2 separate regions of the Rattus norvegicus genome follow, and region 1 is linked to region 2. The links are chromatin contacts, called in public Hi-C maps. All regions are on one chromosome and are shown on one strand. The core of a region is the stretch at or near the end of the contact, and the rest is flanking DNA. Distances in the headings are between cores, read along the strand shown.

Region 1 (6,548 bases), core at 2,730-5,229, 61 kb before region 2:
CTCAGGATCCAGCTCTTGGGCAAACTGAAACAAACTGTGTCAGGACACAGCTACCCCACAAACCAGGTAAAACTGCATTGCGTTTGTACATAGACCTGACCAATTTGCCCTTGACAATTTCTGGTAAAGACCGGCTCTTTCACACCATAACGAATGTGTACTGGCTGGTTTTGTGTGTCAACTTGACACAAGCTTAAGTTATCACAGAGAAAGGAGCCTCCTTGAGGGAATGCCTCCATGAGACCCAGCTGTAAGGCATTTTCTCAATTAGTGATCAAGGCGGGGGGGGGGGGGCATTGTGAGTGGTGCCATCCCTGGGCTGATAGTCTTGGGTTCTATAAGAAAGCAAGCTGAGCAAGCCTGGGGAAGCAAGCCAGTAAGTAACATCCCTCCATGGCCTGCATCAGCTCCTGCTTCCTGACCTGCTTGAGTGATAAACAGCAATGTGGAAGTGTAAGCTGAATAAACCCTTTCCTCCCCAACTTGTTCTTGGTCATGATGTTTGTACAGGAATAGAAACCCTGACTAAACAGAATATTCCACTAGTTTCCTATTTTTGCTGCAACAAACTGCCACAGGCTTGTGACTTGAAGCCTCTCCTAAGCATAGTCTTAGAGTCGTGGCCTATCTGTTAGCCATCTCCCTTCCAGAGGTGATGACTCAACTCGTCCAGCTCCATGGATCTGCCTGCTCTCCTGGACCTCCTTCCTTCACCTCCTGTCCAACCCAATCCCATCTTGCTCTGGAAAGAGCCCTATGGTGACCCCAGGTCCATGTGCATAAGCCAGAAAATATCTATGCCCCACATCTGCAAAGTGCCTATCGGCATCTAAGGTAACAGGCACAGGGAGGGATTAGAACGTGGACATGGTGGGGACAGTAGGATTGCCGAGCACATTCTAAGTACATCAAGGTTCTGGAAGCATCCCTTAGCACTTGCATGTTTTTCTAACAAACAGGGATCCTTGCCCAGAACTTGAAATGGTTGGTTTTATACCCAGAATCAAAGGACCACCAATTTGTCCTCTTCCCACACAGCTGCTTTAAAATGAAGCTATTTTCTGGGGTTTGTGATTGACTTTCTGTAGGGTTCTAGACCAGGAAGGAGAAGAAAATGTCTGTGTGTTTTAATTCGGGAGTGCGGTGTGGGGGAGCAGGGAGAACTTTGAAGGCAACAATGGACAGTGAGTAGAAACTGTAGCAAAACATACAGTGCCTCTGAGTTCTTCCGCCCTCCCAAGCCTTTACCTTTTAGAACTAAGTGTTACAGCCTTTTGTCCCCAGTCTGTTCGGTTCATTTGTGGGTGTCCTCCTCATGCATTCTGCTTTACTCTCCATAGACGTGTGTTTCTTCACACTGTCCTATTGCTTCTCCTGGTCTATGTTAATTTTTCTACTCTCCTCTACATTGCATACACTTACAAATATGCATCCTAAGAATAGACAGATGTAGGTTTTAGTTGGATTTTCTTCTTGTAACTGGGGAAGCACGAATGTTTTTGTCTTGCCCAAATGCTTGGGTGTTAACCCCACTTTGAAGTGGACGGCTTCATCTCCCTAGCACTGGCTTATTTCTCAGCTTCCATGAACTGAGAGGTCCCGCCTCCTATGCTCCCCCTTGTGGCCACTAGTAGAGAAGCATCATTGAGCACACTTACTAAGCCCTAAGGAAAACTTTCCAGAAGGCTTGCAATGGCTCTAAATTATCAGTCTGGGCCCAGAAACCAGTGCCACCCTTCCATGGATGTTGTTAGCATTTCTCCTAGGCTCCACCCCACAGTTACCTGGCAACAGCCAGGTGTGCCTGCCTCACTATAAAAGGGGCTGCTTGCCCCTCTTCACTCTCTCACTATCTTGCTCTCTTACCTTCTGTCCCTTCTCTCTCCATTCCCCTCACCCCTCTCTCTCTCTCCATGTGCTTATGACCGGCCTCTCCTCCTCCTCCCCCTCCTCCTCCCCCTCCTCCTCCTCCTCTTCCTCCTCCTCCTCTTCTTCCTCCTCCTCCTCCCCCCTCTCCGTCTCCCTCTCCCTCTCCCTCTCTCTCCCTCCCTCCCTCCCTTTCTCTGTCTCTACTACTCCTTCAACTCCCCTCCCCATGCCCTAAATAAACTCTATTCTATACTATACTCATCCTGTGGCTGGTACCTCAGGGGAAGGGTTGCCTCAGCATGGGCCCTCAGAGGCACCCCACCCCGCCCTGCACCATACTTCACTTTACCAAACATATCCCTGGCTTCTTTCTCCCTTTTTATAAAACAGCAGATGCAGCTTCCTGACTTCAGCAGATGCTCACATGTGCACCAGGCGTTCCTCTTCTTTCAAGCGTCTGCACTGCAATGTAGTTAAGCTCAGAGACTCATGGAAACTGAGCAGTACACAGAGATAGGATTTAAAGGCTGTGCTGCATGCACATGATGGAACCTTAGGTAGCATAAAAACATGAGTGAACCATAGCTGGATGCAGAAGCACAACTATGATACTTTATTGAGAGAATATTCTTATGTCTCAGACTGACCTCAAAACACTGTGTAGCCCAGGATATCCTTGAACTTCTGTTTCCGACCTGGGCCGGTTCACCCCTCCTTAGACAACCTGGTGGTCCCCCGCTCCCGGGAGGTCACCATATTGATGCCGAACTTAGTGCGGACACCCGATCGGCATAGCGCACTACAGCCCAGAACTCCTGGACTCAAGCGATCCTCCTGTCTCAGCCTCCCGAGTAGCTGGGACTACAGGCGTGCGCCACCGCGCCCGGCTCCTTGAACTTCTGATTCACTTGTTTTTATCACGCTAGGCTTGGGGTTAAAGACTTGTGCCACCACCTTGGTTTTTTTGAGGTGCTAAGGACTGAACCCAGGGCTTCACGCATGCTAGACAGACACTCACCAGCCGAACTGCATTCCCAGCCTTCATTTCATTTTTAATACCTTGAGTTTAATTATTAATACTGTTTGAAAAACATATTCGTTGCCATTGCAAAAACGGCCATCCATATGCAGGGAGTTTGACTTCCCATCCGGGCTGGTACTTCCTTCAGTCTCACAGTCTGCACCCCAAGAAGAATATGGGTATTAAACATCTAGCACGGACCACTTTAGATGGTAATAATTTTTGTGTAAGTATACGGCTGTTGTTGAGAGATGATAAGCCTCCTTATCCACATCATTTCCTCCAGAATGGCTTCACAATTGAGTCCCGTCTTGTAGTTGACCTCGATGGGTCTCAACAGCTAACTACAACTTGAACAACAAAACCGAGTTGGCTTGAATCTTGGGAAGCCCTGTGCATGGCCTGGAGACCCAGCCCGTCAACCCTTGTGAGGATTTGTTCTATGAATGGGCCTCTTCTTTTGTCAGGAGAGGAAGAAAGGGGCTTTGAATCCCACTGAACAATAGATAACTACGGAATTGTGCTCAACTGTTGCTTTTTTTTTAAAGGCATAAAAGGCCTATTGGAGGTCTCTGTTTTTGGCAGAAGGCAGTCTTTCAAGTTTGTGGAGCTTCCAGGCTAGCCCAGGTCTCCTTAGCCAGAACAGGCTTGTGCAGACATCCAGCAGATCTGAGCCCAGTGACTATATTTTCTGAAAAAGAAAACCCTTCTTCCCCATTTAACTCAACCCTCCACCCAAGATACCCCTTTACCCTCATGACACCCACAGAACCTGCATTGCTGGTGATATTGTTTAGTAGAATAACACTTGCTTAGCATGCAAAAGCCATCTGTTCAACTCTTTGCAAAACACACACACACACACACACACACACACACACACACACACACACACACCAAACCAAACCAAAAAACATTTTTTAAACTACGTCTCATTTGTCAGAAGAGATAGACAGGAACATAAAAGACACTAAGTGAATTTTCATTTTTTTTGAGAGGAATAATATCCTCAGAATTTAATGTCTGAGCCATCAGACTTAAGTGCTCTGACTCATTCCAGGCTTGTGAACTGGGTGGACACCATGACTTGGCCTTAATGGTCAAAGATTCTTTCCCTGTCCCTCAAAGTACAGAGCAGCAAAAGCAATGTTTGTGGGAATTATCTGAAAGCCCACAGAACAAAAGAACATTGCTTGCCAATGCCAAATGTCAGTGCCCACACAGCTGCTCTGAGCCTGTGAGAAACAGAGAAGGCATGTGAGACCCAGAACAAGAAGGGTGATCTGGGCACACAGGGGCAAAACCCCAGGACTCCTGCTCACCCCTGCTGGGTAGGATGACCTGTGCTCTGCCTCAAGGTGAGTCAGATTGGTGCACCTCGCCCAGCAGCAGCCAAATTCAAGGGCCACCACTGCCTCCTACAGACAGTTCCCAGCTAGAAGCTTCTGGATGTCCCAGAAGATGTCAGAAATCCTCCAGTGCTTTCTCAGTCTCTATTTCTACAACTTTAATGCCAATGAAATAAACCTTAAGACAAAGTGACTTCTGATGCAGAAAACCTAGCCCCTTAATTTGGGTTATAATGAACAAACTATTGGGTTATAATGTACAAATATTAAATACATAGGTGATATATATTATATATGTGTGTGTGTATACATACATACATACACACACACACACACACACATACACGAATGGCAAAGATTTAACTGGGAGGGGGCTAGTGAGTGGGCTGTAAAGTGAATAAGCAAAAGAAATAAATAAATTTTTAAAAAGAGTTAATTCAGTCCGGCAGACAGCAACGTCTGTATAATCCTGCAAACAGTTTGCAGAGCTCCTGACAGACAGACAGGTGAAACACGAGCTGTTCTTGGAGTGTGCTCACCTAGAATCATATTTGCATAAATGACTGCTCTGGGCACCTCTGCCGGCTGACAGGGCATCTGAGTTAAAGTTCCCAATCACTATTGATGGCGTTGAAAATCAGAGCCCGGCTTTGGCACGGTGAACTGCTGCAGTGCAAACTCTTGCAGAGCTACAGACAGTTCTTAAAAGTCTGAAGGATCGTACACGTGAGTGTGTGCACCACCACCTCCATGAAAAATGTCAAATGCTTTACCCCAACTGAAGAAAGGCTCACAGACAGGAAGCCAGGCGCATGCTGAGATCAAGCCCAAACTGAAAGCAGACACTGGAAAAGGGAAGACTAACCCTTGCTGAGTAACCTGAGTATGTCAGCTGTTGCACCAAAGGACAGTGGGGGACAATGTCCAGCCACTGCCAAGGAGGAGGGTGAGAGTCAGGGTTAGCGTTAGAATCTGTGAACGTGGAATAAAGACAATCCTACTGGCACATGTCTCCCGTGAGCCCAGAGTGCCCTCTCTACCCCAGTGATCTGCCCATCGTTGTGTATTTAACCTGTAAGTTCTTTTCTTTCATTTTTTTTTCACTGGTAAATACATAAATAAGCATTAGCCCAGACCAGACAGAAGCGGAGAACCATGGAACACGCACACCAAGTTATCACCTAGGAAGCTCCAGCAGAAGCATTAGAAATCCTCATCACTGGGAACTTCAGTGACCAAACACAGATGGCCACGGTCAGGACACATGTGGTACAGGCCTTCTTGCTGGGGCAGAGGCACCATACAGTAAGCAAGAGCTGCAACTCCCCACCCAGTGCCGTCGCCTCTATAGCTGAGTTCATGTGACCTACGCCCTTCCCACTACGCCCCACCACTAAAAGAACACGGAATGACCACTACTGTTTGGAAAATTACACTTCTGACATGCAGATTTTTTTTTCGGATTTTCATTTAATTACATTATATTTTTTCCATACAAGTATATTTTGTACAGTGAACATATTTCTGACCATACACCCATCCCGTTCCTGTTTCTCCCTTTGTTGACCTAGACAGTCTCACTTCCACTTCCATTTGATGTATGCATACATGGTTTTAGGTAACTGCATAAAATCCAGAAACCACCAACGAGCAACAGTGTGTGACAGTTGTCCTTCAGAACTGGCGTGATTCACTTAACGTGACTATTTCCAGTTCTATCTTCCTGCCAAAAATGTAATGCCATCCTCTTTTATCTCTTATATGGCTGAAAACAATAACTTAGCCACACCTTCAAGATCAGCAGCCCCTCTGTGGCTGAACACAGGTTTGCCCCATAACTTAGCCACATGAGTTTGGATGGACACTTCCCAAACCAGAACAAAAGATACGCAGACTGGTCCGAGCATCACTGAATCTGAGAACTCTGTATCAAAGAGCACAAAGCTTTGAAATCATGTGAACTCACTTGGTCTAATCTTACAGCCACTGAAATTAGAAGGTAATCCTCCATATTTTTCCCAATGTATGTGCCTTAGTCAAGGTTCCTATTCCTGCACAAACATCATGACCAAGAAGCAAGTTGGGGAGGAAAAGGTTTATTCAGCTTACACTTCCACACTGCTGTTCATCACCAAAGGAAGTCAAGACTGGAACTTAAGCAGGCCAGGAAGCAGGAGCTAATGCAGAGATCATGGAGGGATGCTGCTTACTGGCTTGCTTCCCCAGGCTTGCTCAGCTTGCTTTCTTACAGAACCCAGGCCTACCAGCCCAGGGATAACACCACCCACAATGGGCTCTCCCCACTTCTC
Region 2 (6,406 bases), core at 2,371-4,870:
GTTTTGTTTGTTCTTGAGACAGGGTCGAATTGTATAGCCCATTATATCTTTAATATATTGACTTCTTGGTTTTTTTCATAGAAAACAAAATTGTTAGCATCCCCAAGACAAAGGAAATTAAAGAACACAATGAAGTCATCTATAACCAGGAATGATGGCTAATACCTACTCTAGTGTTTAGGAAGCCAAGGCAGGAGGATTATCTTGAGTTTGAGGCTAATTTCATTAACAGAGTAATAACCTGTTTGTATTTATTAAAAAGAAAAAGGCTGGACGGTAGTGGCTCATGTCTTTAATCCCAGCCCTCAGGAAGCAAAGGCAGGTAGATCTCTGTGAGTTCAAGGCCAGCCTGGTCTACAGAGCAAATTCCTGCACAGCTGGGGCTACACAGAGAAATACTCTCTGGGGGGAAAGGGAGAAGAAAGAAGGAATGAAAACAAAGATAGGCTTATTTGAGAAGAAATAAATTAGCTTTTTTAAAAAAATAAGTTTTAGGCTTTAAGCAGAATATTTCAAGTCCAGAGAAACAAATAATGAAGATTTCAAAAACCGTTATGACATCAATTAAAAAAAAAAAAAAGTCCTAAAGTCCAATGGATTGTTACACAAAAGCAGCAATTGCTTCGGGATTCTGAGAGCAGGATGGTGATTCTGTCAGGGGAAATGCATACATGGAATTCAGCTACTGCAAACAGGGAAAATAAAACAAGTAAGATCCTAACCAACTTCAATCTCTGGCCACTGTTTGTCATCCCATCAGAGTAGTGGGTAAGATGGACTCATGAAAAACATCAAATACTCTTTTTAATTATTTATACAAAAAATAGCTCCAACAATGGTTCTGAAAGAATATGTCACAGGGAGGCTAGAGAGGTGGCTCAGTCAGGAATGTGCCTGTCACTCGAGCACTGAGCTCCCAAGGACTACATACAAGCCAGGAGAGATAGCGTGTGAAAGGGCTAGAGACAGGCAGAGCCCCGAGGCTCAGTGACCAACCAACCCAGCCATGTTTATGAGCTCCAGGGTTAGTAGAAAGCCTGTTGGAAAAAACTAACAAGGGCAATTAAAGAGGCCCTCTGGCTTCTACTACATGCACAAACATAGATGTAGACCAGAACACCCATAAACTCCTCGCATACCCCATACACACACACATGCATACATGCAAGAATACATCACAGGAAAAAATGTTTGTAACTCTTTACATTGTGTAAAATCCATCATATAAAAAGAGCTCCAGTAAGTCAATAAGAAGATCAACGTCCAAAGTAAAGAAACAAACCAGAGTTATAGATAAATAGGCACTGCAGATCATGGTGTCCTTGAACGTAAGAAAAGCAATCAATCTTAGACAAATGCAAATTTAAAACCATACCAAAGTGCCCTTTCCACTTACTAGATTTACAAGAGTAAAACACTTTTCAAAAGCTTCTTGGCAAGAGTATAGAGGAGCGCGCTGTCACACTCACTGGTGAGCAAATGATCTGGCAGAACCCCAACAACAGTATGGTGGTCAGACCCACAATACAGAGACATCCATCAAAATGCAAGGGCACATGCCCCCTGACCCAACTGTTTCTCTTACCGGACTCACCCTTTAAAAGGTTTCAGATATACAAAATGATACACAGTACAAGACTCAGCTGTCACATTCAAAATGCACATGCTGGAAACTACATCTTAGGAGGTGGGTTCCATACTCTTGGAAAAGAATTCTATGCATTGACAAAACAAGGTGTATTCAACAAGGCACCAGCCCTTAAACGAAGAATCCTTACTATGCCAGCCCACAGTTTGCACAACACAGAGAACTTCTGCTGAAACAGGCACTATAAAAAAAAAAAAAAAAAAAAAAGGCCTCAGAGAGCAAGCTAGCAGCCCCTGTGGCCTCTGGGAGGAAGCTGGAGAGCTGGGATGGGCGTGGGAAAGAGATTTTCAAAGAGAGAAGATTTTCAAAGTGTTTACATTTTTGTACCTTCAAGCTTTAGAACTGTGGTGTTTTTTAAGTAAATAAAACTTTAAAATCTAAAACATGTTGCTTATTAGTAAATAATTGAGACACAGCCCTAAGACTCAGTATCCTGCCCAGTCTAGCACAACATAATATAACCTCTTTATTTAAGGGCCAAGGTAACTTTACAACAGGATAGAGACCTGGGATAAACTTCAGAAACAGCAACACTGGGAGACCCAAAGTTAATTAACATCCACAGACAGCAACAAGACACAGCTCGTTTTCAGAGTAAACCAAGACCAGCAGGGATCTGAAGAAAATCCTTCACGTTGCTCAAGTTATTAATCTAGAAAAAAAAAATAACAGGCTACGGTCTCTTTGTATGCATTTATTTATTTCCCAACTTTGGGGTTACGAAATCTACGTCCTGTGAATAGGTACTTGTTAGCGAAACTGCTTATTCCGTACTTCGAGGGCTATGCATGTTATGAAGACACTTAGCAAACAAAGGTTTTTCTTCGCCCTTGATGAACTAGTACCAGACGAAAACGCTCATCATTCCGCGGTGGAGCCGGACACTGCCTGATGCTTACCTAGGCAGAACACTTTCTGGTGAGGTAAACCTGTTGATTGAGGGGCTACTTAAAGAAAATCCCCCGAATATTCCCTCTGGGGTTTGCCTGAAATTACTACCCATCCCCACCTATCCTCCACCCCCACAGCTATGCAATCTTGGGGCGGGGCGATGTACCTAATCCACCTGTTTGTTTACCTCCTTCTTTCTCATCTGGGATCAAAGACAGTAAACCCTACCCTCCAGGGAAAAGAAAAACAAATCATTCGCTGTCCATCTCTGGTGGCTGACGAAGGTAGCAGTGCTCAGAGGATACCTAAGGTGGTCCAGATATGTCTCTGGGTGCAAAAATTAATTCAAGACCACGGGCCTCTGTACCCCCATACTTGAAAGTACAGGTCAAGACCTGAGAGTTAACAATACCAGGGCCGAAGTTTTCAAGAGCTCTGGAACATCCCTAGATACAGGAGCACACGTGGGTCAGCTGACCATCACCTCCCCTTGGAGACTGGACACCCTCAGCAAGGGTGACAGCCACTCACAGGGAAGTGCGTCTGGAGGAAAGTTGAAGTGGGTGACTACCTGTTTCAGACAGGTGACCAAGCAAGTGGGACCAGACTGTCACTTCCACCGCAGCGACGCCCAGCTCCCCCTCCCCCAGCCAGGCCACATCCGGCCATGGGCGCCCCAAGGTCACCTGCCCTCTGGGGCGCCCCCACCCAGCCCGAGCGCTCACCAGAACAGCAGGTTGGCACCCAGGAAGGCGAGCAGGCTGCGCAGCGGCCTCTTCCAGCTCAGGAGCTCGTCGGCGCGCCAGCCCAGCCACAGCACGGGCTCCCCGAGTAGCCAGGTCAGGGCGGCGGCCACTCTGCCCGCGGCCTCCTCCACCTGCGGCCCGGCGCCCTCCGGCCCTGCCTCCTCCCCGGGAACCCCGGGTCGCGGTTCCTGCTCCTCCGTAGCTGGGCATCCCTGCGTGGCGTGCTCCTCCGGCGCCGGGCTCGCCATCTTCAGCGGTGTTTTGCTGGCGGGGACGGGGATGGGGACGGGGACAGGGAGGGAGGCGGGCGGGCACGCGCGCGCGCGCGCCTGGCGGTGAGCGCCGGGAGAGCAGCGAGGACAACGGGGACCGGTCCGGGTGCAGGGTGCGCACCGCGGGGTGCCGGCGGCTGAGTGCCTTGTGACGTCAGGCCTGGCCGCGCCGGGAAAGAGGGTGCGGTCAAGTTCGTGTAGGGGCGGGGCCGCCCTAGGTCTGGCTGAACATCCTGGGCTGGGCTCCGTGGGTGCGAGCTGTGCAGCGTCCCTGGGGAGCTGGGGACCAACGAAAATAGTCCCTTTTCCCTTCTGGATGAGGGGCCCAGGTAGAGGACTAGCCCCAAGGGGAGTCTGGGCTTTGAATTATAAAAGGAGGAAGGGGGCGCATTCCCACTTTCTCCAGTCACAGCAGACACTCGTCCATCCCTCAGTATTGAAGAAAATAACTGAGTGCTCCTGGCCATGTATTTCCTCACTCAGGACTCAGCACGCCCTTGTCCAGGTCCCTTGCAGGAACAGCCTTCGTAACTGTGTCAGATGCAAACGCTGACTTGGGAAACGAAGAAAAGCACATTTGGAGTCAAGGAAGGACGTCTGGTTTGGCCCTCTGATTTTAAGAGTAAGGACCCACCAGGCCATAGGGCACAGGCTGGTGAAGTCGCTTCTAGTTAAGGGAGCTGAAGGCTCTGAAGTGAGAGTTGTTCTTTGCAGATTGTCAGCGAGCTGATCAGGAAGCAGAGAGGCCAGAGGGTGGCCTGTGGCCCTACTGTGCTAGTGTGCCAAGCTTTGGAGGTGGTTGCTTCGGTAGATCTGTTGTGCGTGTCACAAGGCGGCCTCAGAGGTGGAGAATCCTAGAGCTCCCCATGTGGTTCTCCTGGTTGAATGTTGGAAAGACTAGAATGAAAGACCCTTCTTCAATCCAGAGAGTGCATGCATCAGGGTACCTGGCATCCTCTACTCATACTCTGTATCCAGCCTGCATTCACGGTATGGTTTTGGTGCATTCTCAAAGCAACGAGAGCCCACTGCCTGGGGTTAAGGTTTGTAATGCTAATCTAGATGGCCACTATATACCTCTGTTTCTATGTATGCAAACATTTATTTATACATTGCAGGCTAGATGTCAGCAGTTATCTGAATGTATGTTGTATTTGAAGGAATTACATGTCTTGGATTCACACAAAAGTTTGTTAACCACCTACTACGTGCCTGGTACACCACTGGGTCCTGTAGATGTGGATTCTACCTGCAAGAGATTCACAATCCAAAAGGTGCCGCTTAAAATTGATAATAAATGTGGCAACGGAAATCCTCAGGGCCAAGAGATTTCTCCTTTAAACTGAATCCAAAAATCATGTTTCAGAAGGGTTTGGTATGTAGATAGCATCTTTCCTGACTTGTTAAAGCTCGGAGAACAGTCTTTCTGATCGGAGTTCAGCTTGAGAAAAGGTTACATGATTTGCAGGTGTAGATCAGTCATTGTTTTCTTCTGAACATTGTTACTCAGCAGTGATATCTTGAGTTTTGGGGGCATCCAGGTGTGAGGAGGTCATAGAAGCAATGAAAAAGCAATATGGGAACAATCCAGTCATCCTCCCCACCCAAGCAATTCTGTCCAATGTGGGACCTTCTTGGCCTTGGTGGAGGAGCTTTGGGTAGATAAAGATGCTTTTTGATGCAATTCGGGCTTTGTTTAGTACTTGACAGAGACCTGATCTGAGGATGCAGGGCAGTGGTCTTCTAGAACTGGTATCCCTGTGGTCCAAAACCAGAGATAACTTTCAGAAACAAGTTTATAAGATTCTTCATGTTCCTCCTCCCCCTGAATTCTAATTATTGTCATCAGGATCTGAGGATCTCTGGATGCAGTAAAAGCTGCTAGCAAGGGAGTCCCCAAAAGGCTAAACCATGGTTGCTATGTGTGACTGCTGTCTTCATTATCTCCCTCCCCCTTTCCAAATAACTGTAGAGAAAAGGCTGCTCAGACAAAGGATTACTTCCTCTAGCCCCATGCTCTTCTTTACTTCTGACCTCTAATAATTACTGAACACTTGTAGAATGCAAGAAGATACTAGTAGAGACACATAAATTACTATTACTGAGTAGTTACTCTTTGCCTAATCTTTGTGATGCCCAAGTAATGTATTCAGCCCTGAGCACAGAAAACTAATATTGGGTGGAAGCTGCTAAGTCTTGTTCTCTACTTGCAACAACTTGGATGTAGTGCAAGCTTTAATTCCAGCACTTGGGAGGCAGAGGCAGAAACAAGCAGACAGATTTCAGTGAATTCAATCTCAACCTGGTCTATATAGCAAGCTCCAGTCTAGCCAAAGCTACACAATGAGAGCCTGACTCAAAATAAATAATTAAAAACAAGTCTTGGGGGGGTTCTATTTAAGACTCTTTTGATCTTGACTTTGATTTTTTTGGGAATAGTGTCATGAATAATAATGAGTTACACAATTAGACAATATATATCAGAAAAGGACAAAGAAGCTAGAAAGCTACCCCCTCCCAAATTCTAAAGAGTGGAAACAATTGTAGCTACTGGATGGACAAAAAACAATTAAAAAAACCAACAGATCTTGAAAAGGCTGACAGGAAGCACATAGGGACTCTTGGAGGCTTCTTGTCTGTTTTCTCTTTTAAAAGTAGGTAGAAATTCTGTAACAGACAAAAGGAATAAATAACTTCCCATGTAGAGGGAGTCTCACTGGGCAAAATCAAGTTGAGCCACAAAAGAGCTGGAAACACATCAACAAGACTCTGTGTGTGTGTGTGTGTGTGTGTGTGTGTGTGTGTGTGTGTGTGTGTGTGTTTGTCTTTGCAGTGACTCCACAGTTCTC

Evidence for each region. Hi-C and Micro-C count contacts between places; a contact is called where the count stands out from the background.
Region 1: a Hi-C map of frontal cortex shows a contact between it and region 2, with 2.0 times the contacts expected there. The contact joins the enhancer-like site here to the promoter of Retreg1 in region 2. A contact is called at or near these places in 3 of 12 Hi-C or Micro-C datasets (Schwann cells, frontal cortex and psoas muscle).

Annotation. Positions count from the first base shown.
Region 1 is chr2:78,124,177-78,130,724 of GRCr8, reverse strand. All of the region lies in intron 3 of Retreg1 (reticulophagy regulator 1), which reads right to left. Among named protein-coding and RNA genes, the nearest start is that of Retreg1, 61 kb to the right of the region's middle. Within about 2 kb of position 3,979, at least 36 of the 93 cell types and tissues checked have an H3K27ac peak or open chromatin away from gene starts, as enhancers often do. A contact at or near this core is called in Schwann cells, where this site is marked.
Region 2 is chr2:78,063,338-78,069,743 of GRCr8, reverse strand. It overlaps Retreg1 (reticulophagy regulator 1), which reads right to left and starts at 3,620. Exons shown (of 9, transcript NM_001034912.1): 1 at 3,265-3,620. The coding sequence starts at 3,533. LOC108349968 (a long non-coding RNA gene) reads left to right here and starts at 6,265. Exons shown (of 4, transcript XR_005500752.2): 1 at 6,265-6,406.